2 separate regions of the Gossypium hirsutum genome follow, and region 1 is linked to region 2. A link is a contact called in public Hi-C data. All regions are on one chromosome and are shown on one strand. Each heading gives the region's core, a stretch centred on a gene start, on an enhancer-like site or on the middle of the called end of the contact. The rest is flanking DNA. Distances are from core to core; before and after follow the strand shown. Region 1 holds the start of LOC107956289 (probable zinc metalloprotease EGY2, chloroplastic). Region 2 holds the start of LOC107955160 (coronatine-insensitive protein 1).

Evidence for each region. Hi-C and Micro-C count contacts between places; a contact is called where the count stands out from the background.
Region 1: a contact with region 2 is called in a Hi-C map of leaf, with 2.5 times the contacts expected there. The contact joins the promoter of LOC107956289 here to the promoter of LOC107955160 in region 2. A contact is called at or near these places in 3 of 34 Hi-C or Micro-C datasets (all in leaf).

What each region holds. Positions count from the first base shown.
Region 1 is chrD04:13,121,148-13,127,103 of Gossypium_hirsutum_v2.1, reverse strand. It overlaps LOC107956289 (probable zinc metalloprotease EGY2, chloroplastic), which reads left to right and starts at 3,220. Exons shown (of 12, transcript XM_041092006.1): 1 at 3,220-3,632; 2 at 3,715-3,787; 3 at 4,042-4,185; 4 at 4,846-4,896; 5 at 4,991-5,101; 6 at 5,383-5,457; 7 at 5,543-5,648; 8 at 5,745-5,838. The coding sequence starts at 3,478.
Region 2 is chrD04:12,825,657-12,831,201 of Gossypium_hirsutum_v2.1, reverse strand. It overlaps LOC107955160 (coronatine-insensitive protein 1), which reads left to right and starts at 1,406. Exons shown (of 3, transcript XM_016890889.2): 1 at 1,406-2,268; 2 at 3,567-4,038; 3 at 4,496-5,545. The coding sequence starts at 1,772. The coding sequence ends at 5,302.

The DNA of each region.
Region 1 (5,956 bases), core at 1,971-4,470, 290 kb before region 2:
TCAATCGATAAGTCACCCTTAACAATCGAGATTGAGCTAAAGGGTAAATCTAGCCTTGTATACTTTTAGGGTTCATGTCTCTGCTATTTAGTAGATACATGAAACCTTTGAAAATATACAACGTCGACTTTAATCTTTAGTTCAATCTGGGCCATTGAAGCCAGTTGTCAGTTGATTTATTTTTTGGATTTTCTATAATTTTATTGAATTGTATATACTTTTAGATTTTAATTTGTCAATTTTTATATATATTTTAAAATTTTATAAATATTTTTATTTTTTATAAGTTTTAAATATAATTATTCTAAATTTTTCATAATTTTATATTATATATCTTATTTTTAAAAATGCTTTTTATTTTATTTTATTTTTTTAATTTTAAAAATTGTCAAGAAAATTTTGGGTTTTATTTTTTATTATAAAATTTTAATATATTTTAAATTTTTTAGAACTCTTAAATATTTTTTAACATGTCAATAGTAGAATGATCCACATGAACTACCACATGTATAATAGTTGCTAGTTCGTCCACCATTAATTATCATGTCGATAGATTAAACGGTTATCGTTTGTTAATTTATTTATTTCACCATGATTCTTGAGTGCAAAAATCAGAGGGAGGTAGTTTTTTTTAGGGTAAACTACTCTCATAAGGGGAAATAATTGTATGAAACAAGGACACCACGTCATCTGTATCCTTTCTAATAGTTTAATGCCACATTAACATTTTGATCCTAAATTTTAGCATTTTCATCCTAAAAAAAAATCAAATTCAAATGAATATCTTGAAATTCAAAATGAAATTGCTGATGTGGCATTATACTATGGGAAAGTGATAATATCCCTATTTCATACAATCCTATCTCCACTAGTAGATAGCCAACTATTAATATTTTTTTGTTAGTCAACTATGAAATGTTATAAAATGATCACTTGATTATTAGTAAAATTTGTTGGTTATCTAATTATGAAAAGTTACAAAATGATCACTCAACTATTCAATTTTGTCTTTTTAATCACCAATTAGCTAATGGTGACAACTTTTAAAATTGACATAATAGCAACTTTAACCCTCATCATTTATAAATTATATCAATTTAGTCTCGATTCTAAAAAAAATTAACCCTAAACTTTTACACGTTCTGTAATTTTTTTTGCAATTTTGTTTTTCTTTGTGACATTGAGTGTTAATTTTAAAAGAATGAGAAAAGATGAAAATTACTATCTAGGATTTTGGGTATTTCCATTTTTGTATATTTTCAAACAAATTTATCTTTAGCTAATAAATTTGTTTTTTAAGCTTTCTAGGTGAAAGAGTCACAAAGAAAAAACAAAATTGCAAAAAAGATCAAATTACACAATGCGTAAAATGTTGAGGGTTAGATATTTTAAAATCAAGACTAAATTGACACAATATATAAATGTTGAGGTTAAAGTTGCTATTATGTCAATTTTAAAAGCTGCCACTGTTAACCTATTGATATAGGGATGGCGTTGAGCTAGGTGAAAGCGAATATTGCTAAATCCACCACTGCTCTTCAGTTGGCATGTTTTGCTTTATCACTCACCCCGCTCCATTATGGATGCGCAATTTTGAAAATCATTACCACCTCCATGGATGTTAGATGCATCCATCCCCACTCCGCCCTGTTTCAATTTAATTTTTGCTACTTATCTTTAATATTTTCAATCTTTTCAAAGTCAAGTAAATATTTAAACATAATTCTTCAAAAATATTTAAACATAATATATATATGGATTTTTATATATTATGTTATTACATTTTTACCTTTTTAATAATTTATATATATAAAGACAAAATGATAATTTTATATAGTGGAGTAGGTCGGGGTGGGACAAGCAATTATCATAATCGCTTTATACCCACCTTTCAAAAGAAAAAGTCTCCTCGCCTCGCCCCGCATTCACTTTTCAAAAGAAATAATTTGCTCAATTCAGAATGAATTGATTCGAAATTCATTGTACGATTCGAGTTTTGCCATCCCTACGCTGGTGACCAGAAAAGATAAAATTGAATAGTTAGGTGACTCTTTTATAACTTTTCATAATTGAATGACAAAAAAATATTTATAATTGAGTAATCATTTTGTAATATTCATAGTTGGATAATAAAAAATGGGGTTTTTTTTATCAAAATAATATAAAATAATTAAATAAATACTGAAATGGGATAAACATAATAATATTTACGAATATAAGCAGGAGCTACAGTAAAAAATCAGTGCCGCCTGACCAATTGGCGACACCCCTCTCCTCAGCCATCGGTCACATTAGGTTTAAATTTTTTTATGGGTGCTGCCTGGTCAATCGGCAGCATCAGACTGAAATGTGATGAAAAGCTTTAAGGGTGCTACTTGACAGCTTGGCAGCACTAAACTTCAAAAGGGTAAATTGCTTAATTACCCCTTCTTATTTATTTTATTTTATTTCCCTTCCATACCAAAAATAAAGAGGCCTATTACCAATTAGTTCACAAAGTTTTTTTTTACTAAAAAGCATTTTAAAAAAAAATCGATTTAAACTGAAAATAAATTTTATTTATTTATCGAAAAATATTTTTTTCAAAATATTTTTTCTAGTTTGAATAATTTTTCGAAAAATAATTTTACAAAAAAGTATTTGAACAAAAGATTTAGTTTTTAAAAAATAAATAAAATTTATTTCCAGTCTGAAATTCGCTTTTTTACAAAAATACGTTTTAGTAAAAAAATATTTTGGACTAATTGGTAAGAGGCCTCTCTATTTTTTTTTGTGTTGAAGGGAAACAAAAAGAAATAATAAATAAGAAGGGTTTATGAAGTAATTTACCCTATTTGAAGTTTAGTGCCCTAAACTATCTGAAGGCTTTTCAATCAAAATGGTAATTTTGCATATCAGATCCCTAAATATTTTAAGTCATTATATTTTAGTCTAGTACCGTCGATTGACCAGGTGACACCGGTTTTTTACTGTAGCTTCTATCTAGATTTGTAAGTATTTATTTAATTATTTTATATTATTTAAGTAAAAAATCCTAAAAAGAAATTTAGAGTGACTAAGGTTTTGTTTTCAAGCATTACCAAGCAGGTAAGCTACTATTCAGATATTCATCAAATATCTAAGTAGCCTCTCAAAATTGAGATTCCTCAACAACAGCACCACTCAAAATAGTACACGCAATTTCACTATACACGTGTCTCAATACAACTGGTGCAATAGGTTTCGCCTTTCAATAATCGGATCTCCCAGAAATATCGTTCTCTCGCAGTAACTCCTTCGATGCAACGAGCAACAGCAAAACGGATAAGACTCCAAAATAACATAAAAAAAAAACTCCAATCTCTCTTTTAAAAATCTGCGAAGCAAAATTTTCATAAAGTATTGAATTTTTTTTCCAATGGAATTTGATCTTCAATTGAATTAAATTTACGTCTTTTGAGGAATTTGGATTTCATTTCTTTTAGAAAAAATAAAAAAATGAATTTAGCAGCAAGTTTCCGCGGGAACTTTGGTGTCTTATCTCAATGTAGCTCTTGCTGCGATCTTCGGTTTCAGCCATTGTTGTCGTCTTCGAGCTTTGCTAAGTCGCAACGGTGTCGTTTAAGGAGCTTGAATTTTTCTCGCGTCCCTAGGTAGTTTTTTTTCTCATTATTTTTTTAAAAATATTCTGCTAAAGAAGAAAGCTTATGAACTAATTCTTTATTCCTCTTATAGATTTTTCAGGAAAAGAGAGATGTTTTGTAGAGTGACTGAAACAGAAACTGGACCAGATAGTAATAATGATGTGGTAATTATTTTATTACTCAATTAGTTCGGACTTCTAAAAAAAATTCCTTTTTTTTATTTTCTTTTCTATGTTGATACAAATTTGGAATTATTGCATTTTTCATTAATGAATCTATCAAGAAGTTATGAGCTACTTTGTGAATGCACTCAACATGTGGTATTTTTGCAATTTTGGATCCAGCAGTTAGCTCAAGATGGTTTATTTTTAGATGAAAAGGGAAATGTTCTTTGATGTTCGATGTTGAATGTCTGTAGGAGGAAGATAAGCATGAAAGTGGAGAAAAGCCGGCAACAACTGATTCTGTAGAGGAAAAAGATTCCCAGATTGATTTGCAGCCCATAAATGTTCAACAAATAAACAATAATGATGCAGAAACTACAGCTCAAGGTGCTGTGCAGGTACTAAATTTCTATTCTGTAGTAGTATCCTTATAGTGACAGAATAGGGCAATAGGCAAGCCCCTACATTACTTGGTTCTCAATTAGAGATGGTATTTGTCTCGTGTTTTAAGGTAGTATATATTTATATAAATTTTAATATGCTAATATTTCATATTATATAAAATCTGAATGTTCTTGCATTTGTGTAATTTTTTTTCGTGTTCTTCTTGCTCATGTCTGTATAATCCATCATGTCCAAAGTTGCCAGGTTTGTTCTCAATGCAAGATCGTGCTACTGTGCTTTTTGCAGGCCACTTTGTTAGATTTCATGTTCATCTCCTTAAATTCGTAACTTTTGGTGATTTTTAATCCCGTTTCTCTATTTTGATAGAAATGTTTTTGTCCAATTGAAAGCTAGATGGTAGTTTAGCTATAGCTATAACTAGCATTATGTTCGAATATTGGTATGGGAGTATGAACCTCCTCAAATATATGGAAAACTTAGAAATTTGGGCATACGCATCCGACACTGACCTTGAGTCCAAGCAAGCTCCTGCCATACCTACAATTTGAAGTATTTTAGTACATGAATTCACATTCAGCTGCCATTTTGTAATCTGCAAAACATTAATCATAGCTTGCTCAACCTTTATCACATCAGGATTGTGTTTGATACAGGAGGATGACGCTATTGAAGTTACTAGTGGATCGCCTCTGCCAAGTGTGAAGGTGATCATGATGCTGTATCACTTCCTAGGCTGGAATTTACAAGAGAGATCTTCTTTTCCTGCTTCTTTTACATCTTCCCTTGTTTCCTGAACAGCCACAACAACTGGATGAATCAATGAGGATTCCAAAGGAAATCATTGACATTCTTAAGGATCAAGTATTTGCATTTGATACGTTCTTTGTAACGAGCCAGGAACCTTATGAGGTGTGTTAGTTATTTTGATAGTTCTAGGCTTCCTTGATCCTTTTTTTCCTTTTCTTTCAAACATGTATCAGAAGATTCTTAAGGGGCTGAAATCAACTAAAATTGCCTCTGCAACTTGAATTCATAACATATCCATGGAGATAATAATATTTACGTGGTTATAGATTGAACTTCTCCTTCAATAGGTGTTATATTGTCCTTGAGAATAAGATAGCAGAAAACTGTTAGCAATTTTATTTTTGTTTCTTATTTATGTTCTTTTTTTGCGTGATATTTGATAGGGTGGAGTATTGTTCAAAGGAAATCTTCGGGGACAAGCTGCTAGAAGTTATGAAAAGATATCTACTAGGATGCAGGTATGTTTACTCTGCTTGTTCCATTGTACTATTGTGGAGGTTAATGGCTGATTCTTTATTTAATTTCTTCTAAATGAATATACAGAACAAATTTGACGATGAATATAAGCTTTTCCTTCTTATCAATCCAGAAGATGACAAACCAGTGGCAGTTGTTGTCCCGAAAACAACTTTGCAACCCGAGACAACTGGTACTTGGCTATGCTATTATGTTATTCAAAAGTTTAATGTCATCCATGTCATACACCAAAGCCATTGCCATTAAGACTAAAGTATCCTTTTTGCAGCTGTCCCTGAGTGGTTGGCAGCTGGGGCTTTTGGTCTGTTTACAGTGTTTACCTTACTTCTTCGGAATGTGCCTGCATTGCAGTCCAACTTATTGTATGATTTTCTATTACTTTCATTCTGACAACTTAATCAAAATATTAACTGTGGCTTATTCCTGTCATCATAACCAAATCATAAGCAAGACAAAAATGCTACTATTTAGGCTGTTTTC
Region 2 (5,545 bases), core at 157-2,656:
GTGGTTACAAGGACCTAAATTATTTTTTAAATTTTAATTCGAACAAATATATTCGATTCGATTCGATTCGATTCGAATTCCATCTCACTCGACTCGATTCGAGAAAACTTCAAATAAAGTTAGGATGATAAAATGAGATTTGAAAACTCGATTAACTTGAAAATTTTCGATTCGATTCGATTCGATTCGATCAAATGCTCACCCCTAGTGAATCAAACTAATGAATAATTGTTTATCACCGAATCAGCCAGGAATCGTTTGTCCTATTCTTTGGGTTTGGTGGGGAATGGCCATTACGGGAGAAGGTGGAATGGGTAATGAATGAGATTTCGTAGAATGAAGGATTCAATGAATCAAACTAATGAATAACTGTTTATCACCAAATCAGCCAGGAATCGTTTGGTTATTCATGTCAACCAAACATGGTGTTAATTACTTGGAATTATAGTTGGATTTGGAGGAACTTGTTACAAATGCATGATGTTGCAAAAAAAAATTGTGTTTTAGAATTGTGTTGTTTGGAGGTTCCCTAGTGACAAATATATAGTGGCTAAATTTTGAGGAGAAAATATGAGTATGTTAAGAACATGTGGAATGGGACAAAATTGGTTTTGTGGTTCTCAGTTCATATTTGAAAGCATTCATTTCATAATTTGGATGGTCATTCGTGACAGACTACATACCAAAGGCACACATTAATGAAATTTGTCATGTGGAACAAGAAACCAAAAGCCACATTTTCTTTGGGTGTCCTTTTCTAAGGAGATATGAAATGAAGTATTACTCCTATCCTATGCCACATTGGAAGAGAAGTGGGAAACTAGCAGCACGAGCTTGTATAAGATGTAACTAGATTGAAAGGAAAGGCGTTACTTCAAGACTAACATGAAATGCATATGAAAAGAGCAAAACAAGGTACCTGGTAGCTTGTATAGGATATTTGCGAGCTGTTGGTCCAAAGTTGGGAGATTAAGTTGTAAGCAAATAGGGCAACTGATATCTTGTCTAGATCAACCAAGAAGAACCCCATTGGTTTTTACTCTCAGTCAGGAAATGGTTTTGGTTCTACTACAAGAGAGCTTAGGGATAGACATTAACTGTACTGGTTAATTCCTTGGGTTTCTCCCACCTTCTTTCATTTTTACCAAAAAAAAAAAAGAAAAGAAAAGCACGAAATAGCAGCTGCTTTTAATCAACATTTTTTACGAAAAAAAATATAATTGAAAGAATTAAGAAAGGCCACAATGACAACTGCTGGGTGCAGAATATAATTAATAATTTAATACTTCCAATACTGACGCAACCAATCAAAAATTATTAAATTTATTTTTCAGTCTCCACTAATTGGTTGCAATACTATTTTCTTTTGTATTTTTAATTTAGAGCAGCTGAATTGTCTGGTCTGATCCTATAATTATATTTTTCACTTGGATCTTCTTTTCTAATGAATCTCGGCCGTCCATTTCGACCCTCCTTTATCTACTGAAACTTTTTCTCAGCTCTTTTCTCTTCGCTTTTCTGTGTGCTCAATCAACAATCTCTTCTTCCCTATGCCTTCTCGACCCGATCCTCATCTGACCCGATTCGTTTTATCGCCGGTTGAGTTCCGTTTCGTTTCGGATCCTACCGCCTTTTCTTTTATGAACAAATAAAACAGAGCTCCGAAAAAAAAGTGTTTACTTTCTTATTTCAGATCGATCCATTCTTTTTTGTCCGTTTCGGTTTAAAAACCGTTTTGATTTTAATTTCCCTTTAAAAAAGATTTTTTTAGATGGAGGAAAATGGTAACAAGTTGCACAAAACGATGACGTCACAACCCGGTATGTCCGATGTCGTATTAGGCTGCGTGATGCCGTACATCGACGACCCGAAAGACCGCGACGCCGTATCTCTAGTTTGCAGGCGGTGGTACGAGCTCGACGCGCTGACTCGTAAGCACATAACGATCGCGCTTTGTTACACGACGAGTCCCGATCGGTTGAGGCGACGGTTCCGTCACTTGGAATCCTTGAAATTGAAAGGGAAGCCTCGGGCGGCGATGTTTAATTTGATACCTGAAGATTGGGGTGGGTACGTTACACCGTGGGTGAATGAAATAGCGGAGAATTTCAATTGCTTGAAAGCCGTCCATTTCAGAAGAATGATTGTTAAAGATTCGGATCTGGAAGTTTTGGCTAGGTCTAGAGGGAAGGTTTTGCAGGTTTTGAAGCTTGATAAATGCTCTGGTTTTTCTACTGATGGTCTCTTGCACGTTGGCCGTTTGTGCCGGTAACTTTTTCTTCCTTTCTTAATTCTTGTGCAACTATGGGTTCTTGTTTCTTTGTGAAATTAGTCAAGCTTAGGCTTAAGCCCGATGAAATTCGTTCTTTAATTCATTGTTGAAAGTTCTTTTAGTTGGAGCATCTGCTGAAAATGATCAAATATGGATTGAACTCAGTGGAATCGAGTAAAGAGGACTGATTTAGTAACTTCCAACTACTTGGGGGTTAAACCTTATCTTAGTTTACTTGAGTTTGGTTGAGTTGAATTGTAGGAATATTTCGATTTGTGTTTATTGGAAGTGGTTATGTTTAATGAAACATGTATTCAATCCCAATTACTTCTATTTGTAACTGTTTAGTTCAAGCGTTTGAAGTCGAGGAAAATCTTTCTTCTCCTCAGCCTGTAAGCATCGCATTTATAGATGTGGTTGTTACTGCGTTTGTTTGAATGTGGAACTGATGGAAAATCAATCTGAACGATGAAACATTTTGATTGCATATGTGGGAAAGTTCCATGACACTGTATGCGGTCATTTGAATCCCGAATCTTTAGGAGTGACTGGTCTAGTCAGGGAAGAAGCAACTGTGGAAAATTTGGTTTTGTTTGTAGTGCATGATTGTGTAGTGTTGGTACATTTTACGATTGTAGAACCAATGGAAAATAGGTATGAATGATGAAACATCCTGATTGCATATGTGCGAAAGTTGCATGAAACTGTATGGGGTCTACGTGATTTCTTGGCCTTCAGGAGTTAGTGACTAGTCAAGTCAGGGGAGGAGCATAGGTGAAAGTTTGGTTTTGTTTTGTACTGCTTGTAGTTGCATAGGACCATTGCGATGCCATGTCATGAAGCTTTCTGAGGTTGTAGTAAGGCACTCTAGTATGAATGACAGGATACCGATAACAATACCTGTGCTTTTACTTGATTGATCCATTAATGTTTCATTTTCTTTCAAACAACTGTTTTGATAGCAATTGCCTTTGGACATAGGTCATGTGATATACTTCCATATATTTAGTAAATTGATTTTCCTCTCTGTGAATATACCCGACAAAGTTTTTTCTTCACATTGGAAATAGAATGTTTTATGGACTAAAGGTTAAGTTGCTATAGCTTTTTATATTGTTAATGCTTTGCTTGTGCTTGCCCAGTATAACTTTTCATGCTTAATGGCATTATACATATTATTTTTCACAATCTATGGTTATAGATCAATGATCTCCGTTTCGGAGTAATGGTGTTAGACTTTGTTAACTGGTGCCTTTTAAATCCTTGTTATGACATCCTTTATATATCTCCTCAGGCAATTAAGAACCTTGTTCTTGGAAGAGAGCGCAATTATTGAGAAAGATGGTCAATGGCTTCATGAGCTTGCAGTAAATAACTCAGTTCTCATGAATTTAAACTTTTACATGACAGATCTTATGAAAGTGAGTTGTGAAGACCTTGAATTCATTGCTCAAAATTGTCGTAATTTGGCCTCTGTGAAAATTAGCGATTGTGAAATTTTGGATCTTGTCGGTTTCTTTCATGCTGCTCCTGTTTTAGAAGAATTTTGTGGTGGTTTGTTCAATGAGCAACCAGAAAGGTATGCTGCTGTATCATTTCCTCCGAGGTTATGCCGTTTGGGTTTAACATACATGGGGAAAAATGAAATGCCCATTGTGTTTCCTTTTGCATCATTGCTTAAAAAGTTGGATCTCCTTTATGCATTTTTGGACACAGAAGACCACTGCTTGTTAATCCAAAGGTGCCCCAACTTAGAAGTTCTTGAGGTAGAATTACAAAACCATTTTCTTAATTATTTTTCTGCACTGCTTTCTTGGAATTGCATCTCTTATATTATAACTTTTTGGTCTGGGGTTCTAGCTATAATTTTTTGGGGTTTCAAGTGGACTTTTTAGTTTCCTTATACTAATAATTTAAGTTACTTTTCTTCTTTGAGATGTTTCTCAAATTTTGGTCCACCATTAAGACTCTTTTGACCTTTAGTTTCTGGTCTTTGTTATAGGGTAATATTAAGTTCTTGAATGTTAGCATTTGTGTGTGTGTGTGTGTGTGTGGCTAAGTGTATATGGCAGTGAGATTTCAGTAGTTGAACGGACTAAACAGTAAAAAAAGGTCTTTGAAATTGTTGGATAATGTAAAATGCCAAGGATATAGAAAGGAAATTTTGTTACTTTTTATTCTAATATTTTATTATGTCTTATTAAGTGTTTTCTGGATGAACAGACTAGGAATGTTATAGGAGATAGAGGATTAGAAGTTCTCGCTCGAAGTTGTAAGAGACTAAGGAGGCTTAGAATCGAGCGAGGTGCTGATGAGCAGGAAATGGAGGATGAAGAAGGTGTTGTTTCGCAAAGAGGATTAATGGCTTTAGCTCAAGGATGTCTTGAATTGGAATACTTGGCTGTTTATGTATCTGACATCACCAATGCTTCATTACAATACATTGGGACATACTTGAAAAATCTGTGTGATTTTCGTCTGGTTTTGCTTGATCGAGAAGAAAGGATAACAGATTTGCCTCTTGATGATGGAGTCCGTGATCTATTGAGGGGCTGTGAAAAGCTTAGAAGATTTGCTCTGTATCTTCGACCTGGTGGTTTAACCGATGTGGGACTTGGTTATATTGGACAATATAGTCCAAAAGTAAGATGGATGCTTCTGGGATATGTCGGGGGATCTGATGCGGGGCTTTTGGAGTTCTCCAAGGGATGCCCTAGCTTGCAGAAACTAGAAATGAGGGGTTGTTGTTTCAGTGAACATGCACTAGCAGCTTCCGTGATGCAATTAACTTCTTTGAGGTACTTGTGGGTGCAAGGATATAGAGCATCGGAATCAGGTCGTGATCTGTTAGCTATGGCTCGTCCATTTTGGAATATTGAGCTAATTCCCGCAAGACGAATAGTTGGAGAGGATGCTGTGATTGAGCATCCGACTCATATACTGGCATATTACTCCCTAGCTGGACCAAGAACAGATTTCCCTGAAAGTGTCATTCCTTTGGATCCATCCGCTGCTGGAATATCAAGCTAATTCCCACAAGACAAAAAGTTATGACCAATCAGGTTGGAGAGGCTGCTGCGGTTGACCATCCAGCTCAATTACTCATGTATTACTTACTCCCTACCCAAACCAAGATCTGAATTCCCCGTAAGTGTCATTCCTTTGGATCCATTAGGTGCCGGAGTAGAGCTGTAAATATAACCTTCATCCTAGTATCCATTTTTCTTATCCACGCCCTGTTTATAAAGTTGATGTACTTGTATTTTGTCCTTT